Linked DNA regions of Anser cygnoides: region 2 is linked to region 1. Evidence: chromatin contacts called from public Hi-C data. All regions are on one chromosome and are shown on one strand. The core of a region is the stretch at or near the end of the contact, and the rest is flanking DNA. Distances in the headings are between cores, read along the strand shown. Region 1 overlaps SPG7 (SPG7 matrix AAA peptidase subunit, paraplegin). Region 2 overlaps ANKRD11 (ankyrin repeat domain containing 11).

Region 1 (6,879 bases), core at 441-2,940:
AATGGAAAGCACAGTAATATCTTGTTTTCTTCAAGAAAAGCTTTTATAGCAACTGAAATACCCTCTGAATTGTGAAACTCAGAAGCATTCCTATTACATGGCAAGGGTACATTTAATATAAGGGCCTGGAGGGGTGTTTAGGGTGTCCTACAAAAAATAGCCAAGTCCTGCTAATACGAAAAAAATCTGATTAAGCAACAAAAAGATGTTATTGCCTCTCAAATGCCACAAAGCCTCAGTGAAGCGAGCCAGCCTGTCAGCAGTGAAACTGCTAAAGCCCATGCCCTCTAACGTCCACCACATTAAAACAAGATATCCCTTCTGCTACACATCCCTGTGGTCTTCCTTGCTTCTTGCCCATGTCTGGGGAACTAAGGCTATGGTGGAACTCACAATGAAAAGTTAAGGGAACGCCTGCGAGTTTAGGGCTTTCTGTACTGCAGACGGGAAAGTAAAGCACATATTTGCTATAGCTGATTAGGACTTCTGCGCTGCAGCTAGAGCTGCCTCGCTGTCCACTCCTGGGAGCTGCTGAGTACAGCTGAGTACAGGCTTAGTAGAAACGGGGTCACAGGCACCCAAAGCACCCCAAGGGTTGTTTTTAAGAGGCAGGTGAAACTGTCAGGAGTTCTCAAAAATCTTCTCTGAGATGAGGAATTATTTAGGCATTTTCTGATAAAAAAAAAAAAAACAAATAGTGAAAACCTAATTTCTATATTAGGAAATAACTGACCCAGTACAAACATCCTGTTTCACACGCTCTACTAAGAACAGCACAGAACGCCTCTCCGTTTGCCCAGGCTCACCCCCCAGTAATGATGCTGCAGCCTGGAAGCAGTTAAGTGTCAGATTATGAAAACCAAAGCTTGCCTAGAGGGCAGTTCAGATCAAAACCCACCAGATTCAAATCCCTCAGGTGAAGTCAAGCGTTCTGGGAACTCTTTTCCCCCCTCCCTCTAATATATTGCTACAGGGTAATCTCCAGAGGTTCCTCTGCTGGCACTTGCACAAGTGACAGGGAAAGGCTGACAGGATGTTCTCAGAGGGAGAACAGTACTCTACTGTCTTTCAGTTTTTTCTGCCAATTCATCAAAGCCTGGGCTTTGAGGCCAAAAAGAAAAATCTCTAATTTCTTCCTGTTGCTGTTGAGGATGGGGTAGCCTGTTTGCTTTTGCTATTCATGTTTATGTAGCAGGTGTCCAGAGCAGAAACAAAAACCCAGAGATACTTCCACTTTATTTATTTTAATGAAAAAACAAACCAACCACCAACCATCCAGCTTTGAATTCCCCTCTTTACTATTTTGCTACTGGTCATTTTCCCTGAGCTACTGGCTCAGGTTGCCTGCAGAGTCAGAAAAACAGGTCCATTTAGGGTCTTGTTCACAAAACCTTTCTCCAGCTATGGCATTCAAGATCTTCCAGACAGCTCTGTCTACAAGAGGAACCGGTTAAGACCCAACTGTCTTCCTGGAACATAACCCGATCACCTGATCCTTCTCTCAAGGAGCTGACACAGATTAGCAAGACAACAACAGAAACGGCTGGGTCACTTACCTGCAATCACTCTTTCCACGGCATACTCAAAGTTGAAAGTATCAATGGATTTGTGACCTTCTCTAGCGGCATGAAGAGCAGCTTCGTTGCATATATTTGCTATGTCAGCTCCTGTAGACAAGAGTTTACAAGAATTATATTGCGTTCGTTATGTGACAGACATTTTAGGGGACAGAAAAGGCAGGAACAGATCTAGAGAGAGACCTAAGGAAGTCAAATAGCCTGCACTGCAAGCTCCTCTTTGTTCCTTGGGAACAGAGAGCAAACCTAATCCATGGTGTTTATGTTGGATTTGAACAATACAACTGCCTTGGCAATGAACGCTGCGTTGCCACACAGAGGACAGAGTTCAGCAATCAATTAACAGGCTGAAGCCAAGGCTGGCTCTCAACAGCAGGGGAGTGGCGTGGGCAGCCTGGATTGGCATGGGCCGCCGCGCTGCTCATACAGCGACCGCACAAACCTCTGTGCAGAAGAGAAAGAACATCTGTTCTGAGTTTGTGTGTGTGGGTGATGGTGGTGGGGGGCTGCCGAAAGAAGTCACGAAGAGGCACTGTGCTGGGGCCTGTTAGAGGGGAAACCCAGAAAGGATATTCCAGGAACTCCACATAAACAGGAACTCTGGAGCCCCTTGCTCAGCACTGTTTCAAAGTCCCAGGGACCTACCCTGGAAACAGGCTCAGTGCAGGAGCCAGAGCTGTCCAATTTCTACCCTGACCGACGAAGGAACTGCTATTCATTCCTCCCATCATTTTCCTGGTAACACATATCAACTTAAGAGTCTTTCCACATCTCAGCGTGAAGCGCAACACCTCATCCTTGACAACAGCTTTGGAGCAGAGAATGAAGAGTGGTTCCTCCCCTTTGGAATCAGGATTCAGGCACTGTAAAAGTGTTTTCCTCCAACCTCCACACCCTGCCAGAAATTTCAGAAGATTGAAAATAGCCACAAACAATTGCTTATTGCAACTCCATTCACCAGGGAGCTGGTTAGGTTCCCACTATTTCAGTGGAGAAGATTTGAAGTGGAGGGGAAAAAAAAAAAAAGCCCTTTAGACCAAAATACCCTCTTAAAACTAAGCAACTGAGAAGCTTCGGGTTGAACTGCAGAACTAGCAAGCATGGAAGGAGGCAGAACAGCCCCACAGGGACACAGCATGTCATACCGCTGAAGCCTGGAGTCAGTTCTGCAAGGTGCTGCGAGTAGAAGCTGGCGTCTTGGATCAGTTTGAGACCCTTCAGGTGCTGCTCAAAGATCTCTCTTCTCTCCTGCGAAGAACACAGAGCACTCGCACGACAGCGAACACCCGAGCCCAGCAAGCCTTTGCAACATGGCAGCTTGCCTGCTCCCTGTCCCAGGGAGCAGAGGAGGAGCCAGACCTCTGGCAGCGGGGACAGGAGCACTGCCACCAGAGGGCAGGGCTGTCCTTACAGCACTTCAGCTCTTACGGGAGCCCCGATAATCACCCAGCTCTCAAATTCGGAACAGATGTACGAAGGCTTACCGTGAGTCACTGCTTTCTCTCTCAGGGCCACTCTCTCCTCCAAACTTTCACTCTGATCTGCCTTTTAACTTTTCTCTCCCCGTAAAAGCACTTGCAGGAAGGAGCTCTGAGTGCCTCTACCTGCTCCTCCTACACTGCAAACGAAAACCCCATCTACTAGCGACTTAGCCTGCAACCACTTCCCAGACAAAGGTGGGGGTGAGATGATGGCTGGCGGGCAGCCAAGCAGTGACTCATTCAGCTGGTCCAGGAGATCCTGATTAAAACAATGGGCTCAGTTGCCAGGGTTTTTCCCCTTCCTCCTTCAGGGCAGCTGCACGGTTCATGCTTCCGGTGCCAGATTGTATCAGGCATTTAAGGTATTTTAAGTGAAAACTCTGAGGACAACAGTAAAGCACAGATGGAAGAAGGAAGAGGCTGTGCTGGCAGAGCGGACAGACCTTTACTGCAGCTGAGCCTGTTTCCAAAGCTCTGCTACAAACGTCAACACAGCAGCCGTGGAAGACTCCCCTAGTAAATGGATTTAACAAGCATTCAGAAGGAAAGTCACTTAGCGGGCTGTCTGAAGGGAAACAAAGAGCCTGACAAGGACAGTGAGGACAACAAACCTGCGAGGCAAATGATGCTCAAAGCGCACGACAATTTGAGCTCTCCCCCACAAGCCAGCTTGCCAATTAGGTGGTTCCCAACTTCCTGGGGAGAAGACTATATATAACGTTCTGCATCTGCATGGCAAAGAGCCTCACAGGAGAATCTTCTGCCAAAGCTCGTATAGGAACAGATACACTTAAAAACAGCGAGCTGTCATTTCACTGAAACAGGCAACTACATTAGCATGTCAAATCTCTGATTTAGGGCACATAAATAATAACGAAGGCACACAGAAAGGCATGCTATCTCTATCTTCTCCAAGCTCAGCCTTTGCCAGGCCCGTGAATCATCAGCAAGCAAAGGACTGGGACACTTTTGTCACTAGCATTATAGGAAGGACAGGGCAGTACGTGGAAAATACCTGGAGCGTTGGAAGATCAATGAAGATGTGCCTGTCAAGCCTCCCAGGTCTCATCAAGGCACTATCCAAGACATCAGCACGGTTGGTGGAAGCCAGCACTATAACGTGATCTGCGGTCCCCATTCCTGTAGCAGAGCAAGCAAAAACAAAGGTGAAGGTTTCCACCACCACAAAGAGCAACCACACAAAGGGACGAGGCCGGGCAGGATGCAGAGAACATCTTACACATCTTTATCACAAAGGACGCATTTACGACATCCTTTGGGGCAGCTGAGGCTGAGAAAGTGTCCTGTTCCCTAGGAGCACGAGGCAGGAAGGAACCTCCCAGGTCACCCGGGCCAGTCTCTGGTCCTTGTGGGCACTCTGAAATTCCCTTTTCAGTTACTTAAACCCCAGCCTAAAACTTTTTTTTTTTTTTTGCCACATGTTGAAATTGCTCCAACTGGAAGCCAGAACAGAATCGTTCTGTTCAGATGAGCTGGGATGTGCCTTCTCACCCCCAGCCTTAAGTCAATTCCCGCTTCTTTAGCTCCAGTTGTACAAACAACACTTTTTAGCTGAAATAGCATTTTCCTCCCCAGTATTCCCGCGGAAAGCCCGTCCAGCTTTCATTTACTTTTAGCCCTCAGTCACAGACTGATCACCAGGGAAGGGACAGGCTTCCTCCTGACCAGCTCACGTTAATGCAGAAACAGAAGACGCAGCCTTGACACCCAGCAAGTGCCATATTACAGCACGACTCGATCTGCGTCTTTTCACTCGCCTTTTATCACTCCATTGGCGCCCAGGCATCCCGCAGACCGGTGCAAAGCCCAGCCCTGCAGAACATCCCACAGACACCACGTAGGCAGGGGCAGAATGTGCCCGAACAGCTCCGCAGTGATTGTTAGCAGACACCAGCTCAAGCCACAGCCACAAGGTTTTGTCTCCGGGTCTTAAAGATGAAGGGAGCATCAGGATTTACAGGCTTTGCGAGAGCAGCACGGAGGCATCAAAGGCAGACAGGACTTCCTGGGGAAGCCGGAGCACTAACAGCTGGAGGAGGGCAGAACGGGGCAGGTGGCTGCGCTGCTTGGGTGGGGAGCCAGGGATGATGCTGAATCACCGAACCACGCTGCTTATTTATTACATTCCACCGGGTGCCCAGAGGCCTCTGGTGTGAGTCACCTGCTCGGAGCCGATTCAGCCGCCCTGGCACGCAGCAGCCTTCCCAGGGAACGGCCGCGTTAGCCCCATGCGCTTCTGCCCTGACTGCCAAGTCACACACTGCAGAAAGCGGCTTTATGCACGTAAGCTGGGTGGGTTTCAGCTCTCCCCGGCTTTGCCGAAGAGCTGCCAAATGTGTCAGCGTACAAGAGCTCAGCAGAGAGATTAGGGTTACAGGTGAGGCAGAGGACTGGCTCTGTCAGCTTGCACTACAGCGAACCTCCGTTCTTCCTCCCTGCAGGATGCTGTCTGAATAAGCTCCCGGAGAGGATGAAGCCGACCACTCTTCAGGCACGTATTACGCTGCGCTCTGGAGGGTGATAAACAAGCAGAGAGACTGGCAGGCACTTGGGGGATAGCAAGCTTCCTTCACGTGGTAGGATTAGACGGTACGGTACATTATCAGCTCTGCAGCTGGGAAGACGCGGCCTTAAAATAGGTCTATCAGAACAAGCATAATAAAAACAGAACCGCTGAGTGCATCCTCCTCACGTCAGCTTCTGCCCCACTTGTTCTCCAGCCTGCAGCCCAGCGGCGCAGAACAGCTCCGAGAAACCTACACCAGCAGCCTCTGAGTCACATCCCAGCTCCCGGCACCGTGTCACCTGGCATGTGACAGGCTTTGGCTTCCACAGGCAACGATCGGTCACAGGAACAGGCTATGAAAACACCACCTCAGTAACAGCAACAAGTTAAAAACGGTTCTGAAAATCTAGCCCGAAGAGAGCCTTCATATCCATAAAGCTTACAACTTAACCCACTTCAAAAGGAAAGGAGAAGGGGCCACCTGAATTGCTTAGTGCTCTCCCCCCCCGCTGCCAGAGCTGCCCCGATGGGCGTCCCATCTGCGTTACTACACCGTCCTTCCCCAGCCTCTCATTCAAGGCATTTTGGACATCATCTGTGCGCAGCGTCACTGAAACAGGGCCACCGCTGCGAGGGAAGTCGCAGGGTCACACGCCTGCACGTGGCACACGTCAGGCGAGAGGGCTCGTCTGAGGACTTCAGGCTGCCACCAAAAGCAGGCCTGCGTTTTTATTCACAAAACCAGGAATCAGCCCCGGCCTGTCAGGCTCCTCTCAGATGCGTTCAGAAGGGCGGAGATATTTGGGTCACATTCCTCTTCCGCTTGTTTGCGGCTTGTGAGGGAAGATTCACTATTCGGAGCAGGCACCTGTTCCGACGAAGGCTGGAGTACGAGTCGCTCTGCTTTTAAGGCAGCTTTTGTACGCACAGGCTCCGTCCTGCCCCTTCTCCCACCCCATTCCTGGGGCTTCCAGAACGTGAAGCAAGCTGCCAGAGTGATGAAACCAAGGTAGCTTGCAGGAAGAGGCTACAATTACTCTAAAACCCGCACACCAGCGTCAGAGCACACTGCACGTTGCATCCTGCACAGCTCCGTGTAACAGCCCTTGGTGCCCTTGTCCTTCCCGCAGCCGGCAGAGGGGATCCGTGAGGCTCTGACCCTCCTCTTCCTTCCCCACCTCACCTATGAGTAATCTCGATCCAGCACACGCATTCCACAGTCGCTGCTAAGCTGATGATTCACAGATCTACTTCTGCACTTGATTTTTTTTTTTTCAAATGAATAGCTCGACTC
Region 2 (6,306 bases), core at 62-2,561, 130 kb after region 1:
CCCCTCGCGCCGCTCCCGTCTGGCTCCCGGCCTCGTCCCCGCTCCCCTTCCTGCCGGGGCCGAGGCTCAGCCCCGGCTTCGCACCCCCCGCCAAGGCAGCGCCAGCGTTGCGTGACCTGGAGCTTAATTCGGACACGGGAGCCACCTGCGGGCCTTTGTCCTGGAAAGGCGCTCGCGGTCTGCCGCGCACGAGAGCGGCGTTCGTAGCCCTGGAACAAGAAGCAGTTCCCCGGCTGAGGCTTTGCTCTGTGTTGGAGATGGAAGCAGGCGGCAATGAGCTGATTTAAAACTGGGTCCCTGGCGGTGGGGCTCGTCCAGAGCCCCCTGTGCTCGCCCCTCCTGTGGGGCACACGCACGGCGCCGCTGCTCGCACGGCCCTGCGCTCTGCTGCTGGGGGGGCCGCCCTGCACAGCCTTTCTCAGCCTGAGCACAGCCTCGCTAAGGGGTTTTAGTGCCAAACGTTGTATTCCTGCGTGCCGAGCTGTGAGCGTTCCCCTCGGTCTGCTCCACGTTGCTGCAGGGCGTTGCAGAGAAGCGCTTACTGAGGGGAGCAGCCTGCAGGAGCCACTGGCACCCGGAGCCTGCGGGCCGAGGTCTTCGTGCGGGGTCCTCACGGACACCTGGTGACAGCCAGGCTCTGAGCGAAGTTTCCCAGGCTGAAATAAAGCGGGCTTGCAGCAGGGCAGGGCCAGGGAAGGCTGCTGAGGGCCGTGTCGCCAAGCGGGGCCATGTCACGCTTTCCTGCTGACCCCGAGGCCGGCCGGGTGCTGCCGGAGCATCGCCTCGGGGTCGTTTGTCGGGGAGCACCAGCAGGAGAAGGAGGCAGGGAGCAGGGAGCCATCCCCTGGTGCCAGGCCCTGCAGTGCCCCCGTCCCGCGGGGCCCCACGCACGAGCCCAGCTCCTCGGCTGCTGCCTCAGCCCTCGCCACGGCGCGAGCAAGCGGGAGCGCAGCGATCGCTCTCCGGTTTATTTCTGTCGCGTGGATCACATGGCTCTTAATGCTAAATGCTGTGTGGGGGAGGAAGATTCTCCAGCTGTAGAGCTAACAGGAGGTTTTCGGTTGAACTTTGTAGTCGGTTTGGGGAAATGGCAGGCTCCTTCTGACAACCCGCGGCCCCCAAGCGTTGCTGTTCTGCCTGGGACTCCCCTGCACGCCCACACAGCCCCTGCCCCGTCGGGCCCTTACACACGGGCTGTACGTGTGTAAGGCGTGCCCCGTGCCGAGGCAGGGCTGGATGTGGCTGGGGCCTCTGCCGCCGCCGGGCACAGCAGGATCAGACGACGCTGGCGGCATGCGGGGCTCGGCCGCGGGGCTCGGGGTGCTGCCCGGGCTGACTCGTTTTGTTACCGTAAGCACGCTGGGTTTAATTTTATTGTAAGCCATTAAAAAGCTATCCACTTGCCTGCGATCTGATTTCATCTCCTAGCTCTGCTACCGCTGCCAGGGTGACCGAAAGGTGGCTTTGGAGGATTAGGCGGGGGTTCTCCGTCAATGTGCGCGCATCCCCGGGGCGGGTGCCGGGAGGTGCGGTGCGTGCTGGCTGGGGCCGTTTTGGTCCTGAGCACCACTGAGCGGCCCCGCTGGTATCCGGACCCCCTGCCCGAGGGGGCCACGAGAGCCCGGGCACGGCGTGGCACCTGCAAGCACCCAGGAGCCGGCAAAGACACGGGTGGCTGATGTAAGCAGAGCCCGGAGTTGTGCAACCGGCTCGTTGCTGTAGCGAAGCGTCACCCGATCAGCGCGGTTCAGGTGCGCGGCTGGCGACTGGCGCGGGCCCAAGGCTGTTCCTGGTGCTAGGCTCGAGGGGACGATGCGGGGCGGCCGCCTTGTGGCTCTAGGGGGAGGTTTGGCCCTTGTGCTCGTGCCCAAAGCCGCGCTGGCTGCCTCCATCCACACCGGGGGTGTGGGTGGGGACGGGCTCGCCGTCTGCGTGCAGGGAGCTTGCACGCAGCTACCGTGAGCGGTGAGCTCTGCCCGAGGCGCTGCGTCCCCGTCACACCACAACAGGGGCACGGAGGAGGTGCGAGCTGGCTCAGGGGGGAGCGGCGCCGTTTGCTCTGGGCTGGTGGCTGTGATGGAGGGGAGCGCAGGGGACGGGAAGCGCCGGCTGCGCCTGCCCACGAGGCCGAGGTGGCGGCACGGGAGGTCTCCGGCGCCTGGGGCGGCTCAGAAGCGCTGCTGGGGAGTTTGGGCTCGGTGCTGAAACCCCTGCCTAAAAACAGAGAGTGAGAAACGTGCAGGCGGCGCTGTCAGCGCAGGGCTGTGCTCAGCGGGTCCCCGGTCCCGCTGCCGTGCCTGCTGCCGCGGGTCCTGACAAGGGCCCTGCTTGTCTGTCACAGGGTGATGCAGAATAGCTCTTCCTTCGGCTTCGGAGCCTCCCCAGCATGCAGGGCAGTGCCTGGTGTTGTCTGCCCCAGCAGGGAGAGCTGGCTCGAGGCTGCACGTCCTCTTGGAGCTCTGCGTCTCCCCCGCTTCTCATGCCCAGTTTCAGGACCCCGGATCTGGGCAGACCCCAGTGAAGGCTTGGTGGGTTCCCCTCCCCGGCTGCTCGGGTTTGAAGCCCTGTAAATTGGAGAGGGTCATCAGGCAAGTTCTTGTTTGCAGACCCTGCTTTGAGACTCCTCGTGTCCCACCATCTTCTGGGATTCTCAGAGTACTTTCAGCACAACGAAGAGCCTGTTTAGGTTCAGACTTCCATGTAGAAGAGACACAGACGTGTGCTCGCTCGCTGCCTGACCTGGCGCTGTGTTCTGCTGCTCGGGGTTCTCAAGCAGCATCTGAGCAGCCCTGGCTCGAGCCCGCAATGTTCGGACCGGGAACTGCTCACCTGCACTGACAACTTCTACACGTGTGGCCCCTGCGAATGCTGTTCCCGGCCCTCTGTACGCAGCAGGAGCCCTGCAGCCAGCCTGGCTGGGAGCGAGCTGTGCCAGCGCTTAGAAATAGATGGGAGCAGCGTTGGGTTTTCCACTCACACGCACCATATCTTCCTTATGCTTTTTTGTGGGTTTAGGACAGTTGCCTGGTAGGAGGCACGCAGCTCGGCTCCTTGGCAGGGGATCGCTGTGCTGCTCTGCAGATCCGTTTTCTGTCTCTTGCTTGGCTGGCTCCGCGAAAGGAAACTTGCAAGTTTTGTTTCCTGAGCTGACACCTTGGAACTCGGGACGCATCCCCGCAGCGGTGCTGAGCAGCGTGCAGCAGCACCGGGCGCTCGCCGGGCAGGAGCAGCAGGAAGGGCTGCCAGCGCTCCTTGCAGGGGAAAAGAAGCGAGATTTGCATTGAGAAAACTGGGAAAATGCTTTAAGTAGTTGAGCTTCTCGCAGGGCTTAGGCGTGCGGGCCGGCGGGGCCGGCAGAGGTGCTCACTCCTGGTTGTTTTGGGAAGGATGCGGCCGAGCAGCGTGTCGGCTGAGGGTGTGAGCTGCGTGCTGGGGGCCCTGGGGAGGAGAGGACCGGTCCCCTGCTCCGTCCTGCCAGGGCTCGGTCTGCGCCCGTGGCTCGGGTGCAAAGCCCACGGCGTGGCGGTGCTGAAGGGGTGAGGTGGCAACGTTGCCGAGCTGTCAGCCCCTGTCTCGTTAGCGCTCTCTGTTGATGCTTTTAGATGCCTCCAGTTCAGTCCATGCTGTGGTGGTATAAGGCTGCGTACGCTCCCCGAAGCACCATGGCATGAAATGGAGGCTCCTAGAAGCAAGATGGAAGAAGGTACGGTACCGGCGGTGGCCCCGCCACGGAGTCGCTTCCTCTGCCTCTTGCGCTGCTGTTTGCTGGGGGGAGAAGGGAGCGGGGCAGAGCCCCCAGGAGAGGCCGCGGTGGAGGCGATGCCGCTCCTGCCCCAGGTCTGTCCCATCCCGTCCCGTCCCATCCCGATGCATGGTACCAGAGCTGGCGGGCAGCAGGAGCGGGTGCCAGCGCTCCCACCGCAGGGACGCGTCCTTCACCAGAGGCTTTTTTATCTGTGAGAGACCGGGACAGACTTGGAGAGCTGTGAGCGCTCTGCTCGGAAAGGAGCGTGGTTCCCGGGCGCTGCGATGCTCACAGGTTGTGCTTTTGTGTCTCGTTGCATCACAGAAAAGCAGGGTCCAGAGCGGAAGAGGATTAAAAAGGAGCCCGCCACGAGAAAGCCTGGCTTGCTGTTTGGAATGGGCCTTTCAGGAATCCGGGCAGGCTACCCGCTCTCCGAGCGCCAGCAAGTCGCTCTTCTCATGCAGATGACAGCCGAGGAGTCTGCAAACAGCCCAGGTGAGCTTGGGAGCAGCTCCGTGCTGCTGCCCTGGGGGGCGGCGCTGCGAGGGGCGAGCTCTCTCCCTGCTGTTTCTGCCCCCTGTCCGAGCCCTGGTGGACGTCTCCTGCTCCAAAGCAGCGAGCGGCGCGGCACAGTTGGGCGCAGGAGGGCGGCTGCGCTGCCGCAGGGCTCTGCCAGGCCCCTGGGTGCTGGGTGCGGGGGAGCGTTGTGAACCGAGGCCAAACACCAGCCTCTGGTCTTTCGGCGTTCCTTCTGGGGAGCAGGATGAGGCTGATGATAGCCAGCGCGCACTGTAACGTGAGATGCAGCGCAGCTGGAATGTGTTTACCACGGATTTGGGATTTTGGTAATTTTTATCTGTTGCGTGACCCCCCCTCTGGGGTTTTTAGAGGCGCAGCGTGCTATCCGTGTGCGTACATCTGCATCCTACACACGGACGCGGCAGCTTTTAGCCGCCTGTTTTGTTGTCCTTAACGCAAATCTAGCTGCTTATGTTGCTGTTACTTGAAAACCAGCAAAAAGCTGTGTAGTCTTCAGAGCATTCAGCTGTTCCCAGAAAATGTGCTCCCCTCCCAAGGCTGTCAGACCTCACATGTGCTTGGTAAAAGGCCACTTCCCTTAGGAAATGAGGTTTTAGGGTAAGGAGCTGCATTGTCTACTCCTAAATCATGGGATTGCCTACAGTCTTTGCAAGGACTGCAGTTCTCTCCAGCGGGCTTTGGCAGCCTGCAATTAATATCTGTATTACACACACACAGGCTTTCCTCTGTCTTCACATCAACTTCAGAGGCTGTTAACTCTCAGTGCCTTGCGGAGAGCGTTTCAGTGGAGAGGCGAGATGAAACGCGTTGCAACAGCTCCCTCTAAGGGTTTAGGTCTCGCTTTGAGCTGCAGTTCTTGACTGTGTTCTCTCCTCCTCGCAGTTGACACAACACCAAAGCATCCCTCTCAGTCCACAGTTTGTCAGAAGGGAACTCCTAACTCTGCCTCCAAAACCAAAGATAAAGTAAATAAGAGAAACGAGCGAGGAGAGACTCGGCTGCATCGAGCTGCCATCCGAGGAGATGCCCGGCGCATCAAGGAGCTCATCATCGAGGGTGCGGATGTCAATGTGAAAGACTTTGCAGGTGAGCAGCACCACACCAGGAGCTCTGCGCTTTGCCGTCGGGTTGGATGTTCCGCCCGGAGAGTGGCTCCTACCGGGGAAAGTTGTTCCCTTACGACACAGGTTTGCTACCTGAAAAGGAGAGATTAACCAAAAACAATGATTTTGCCTTCAGGGGAGGAAAGCATCTTGCTGTCCTTTAAAAAAAGAAAACTACAGATTTCTAAAAGTAAAAAATCTTTGGAAAACATCTGCTCATGTGTTGGAGCTTGGCAGCCGAAGTCTTGGGCTGTCCCGGCTGCACCCACCCTGCTCCTGCCGGGCTGGGGGTGCGGGTCGTCTGGGGCTCTCGTGGCTCTGTGCTCTTAAACGGGACCGGGACCCTCTGGGCCGTTTCTTGTTCCACGCAGGTGATGCCCGAGAAGTCTGGAGGAGGATTTGCAAAGGGAGGCAGACTGTTTTAGCTCTTTTTTTTTTTACTTAAAACGTAAGAAACGTGCATAAAGATATGAAAACACTAGGTTTGTGGAGTCGTCACTCCGGAGTCGAATGGCTAATGCTGTCAGTCCTGGGGCTGTACCCAACGCGGGGTGCTGCTGAGAGGAACCACGCCACTCCTGCACTCCTGCACTGACGAGGAGGCTAAATTAGCACGAGGCAGCCTCTCTTCCGGCACGTCCAAGAGCTCGACTTCGCTCTTTGCTGTTCTCTTTGCACGATTTTTTGGCTATAAATAGCTATGCGTGTTCCTCTGCCTGGGTGATTAATATCAGTGCTAGACGGAGGTATCGGCTGTGATTAATTCTGGGCACAGGTGCCCCTTGCTAACGCTCCCGGTGAAGGTAACGGGCGAGCTCCCACGGCGCTATCAGCAAAACACCCAAGGAGCCGCGCGCTTTTGCTGGGAAACTTCAAAACAGCTTCTGCTTAAAAATAGTCTGTTTGAACATGATAAAA

The links. Hi-C and Micro-C count contacts between places; a contact is called where the count stands out from the background.
Region 2: a Hi-C map of liver shows a contact between it and region 1, with 3 times the contacts expected there. The contact joins two enhancer-like sites. A contact is called at or near these places in 3 of 7 Hi-C or Micro-C datasets (all in liver).

What each region holds. Positions count from the first base shown.
Region 1 is chr12:1,485,426-1,492,304 of Taihu_goose_T2T_genome, forward strand. It overlaps SPG7 (SPG7 matrix AAA peptidase subunit, paraplegin), which reads right to left. Exons shown (of 17, transcript XM_048075057.2): 10 at 4,074-4,198; 11 at 2,723-2,825; 12 at 1,557-1,667. Among named protein-coding and RNA genes, the nearest start is that of RPL13, 11 kb to the left of the region's middle. Within about 2 kb of position 1,691, at least 1 of the 3 cell types and tissues checked has open chromatin away from gene starts, as enhancers often do. A contact at or near this core is called in liver, where this site is marked.
Region 2 is chr12:1,620,635-1,626,940 of Taihu_goose_T2T_genome, forward strand. It overlaps ANKRD11 (ankyrin repeat domain containing 11), which reads left to right. Exons shown (of 10, transcript XM_067004302.1): 5 at 4,070-4,240; 6 at 5,168-5,371. Among named protein-coding and RNA genes, the nearest start is that of SLC22A31, 18 kb to the right of the region's middle. Within about 2 kb of position 1,312, at least 1 of the 3 cell types and tissues checked has open chromatin away from gene starts, as enhancers often do. A contact at or near this core is called in liver, where this site is marked.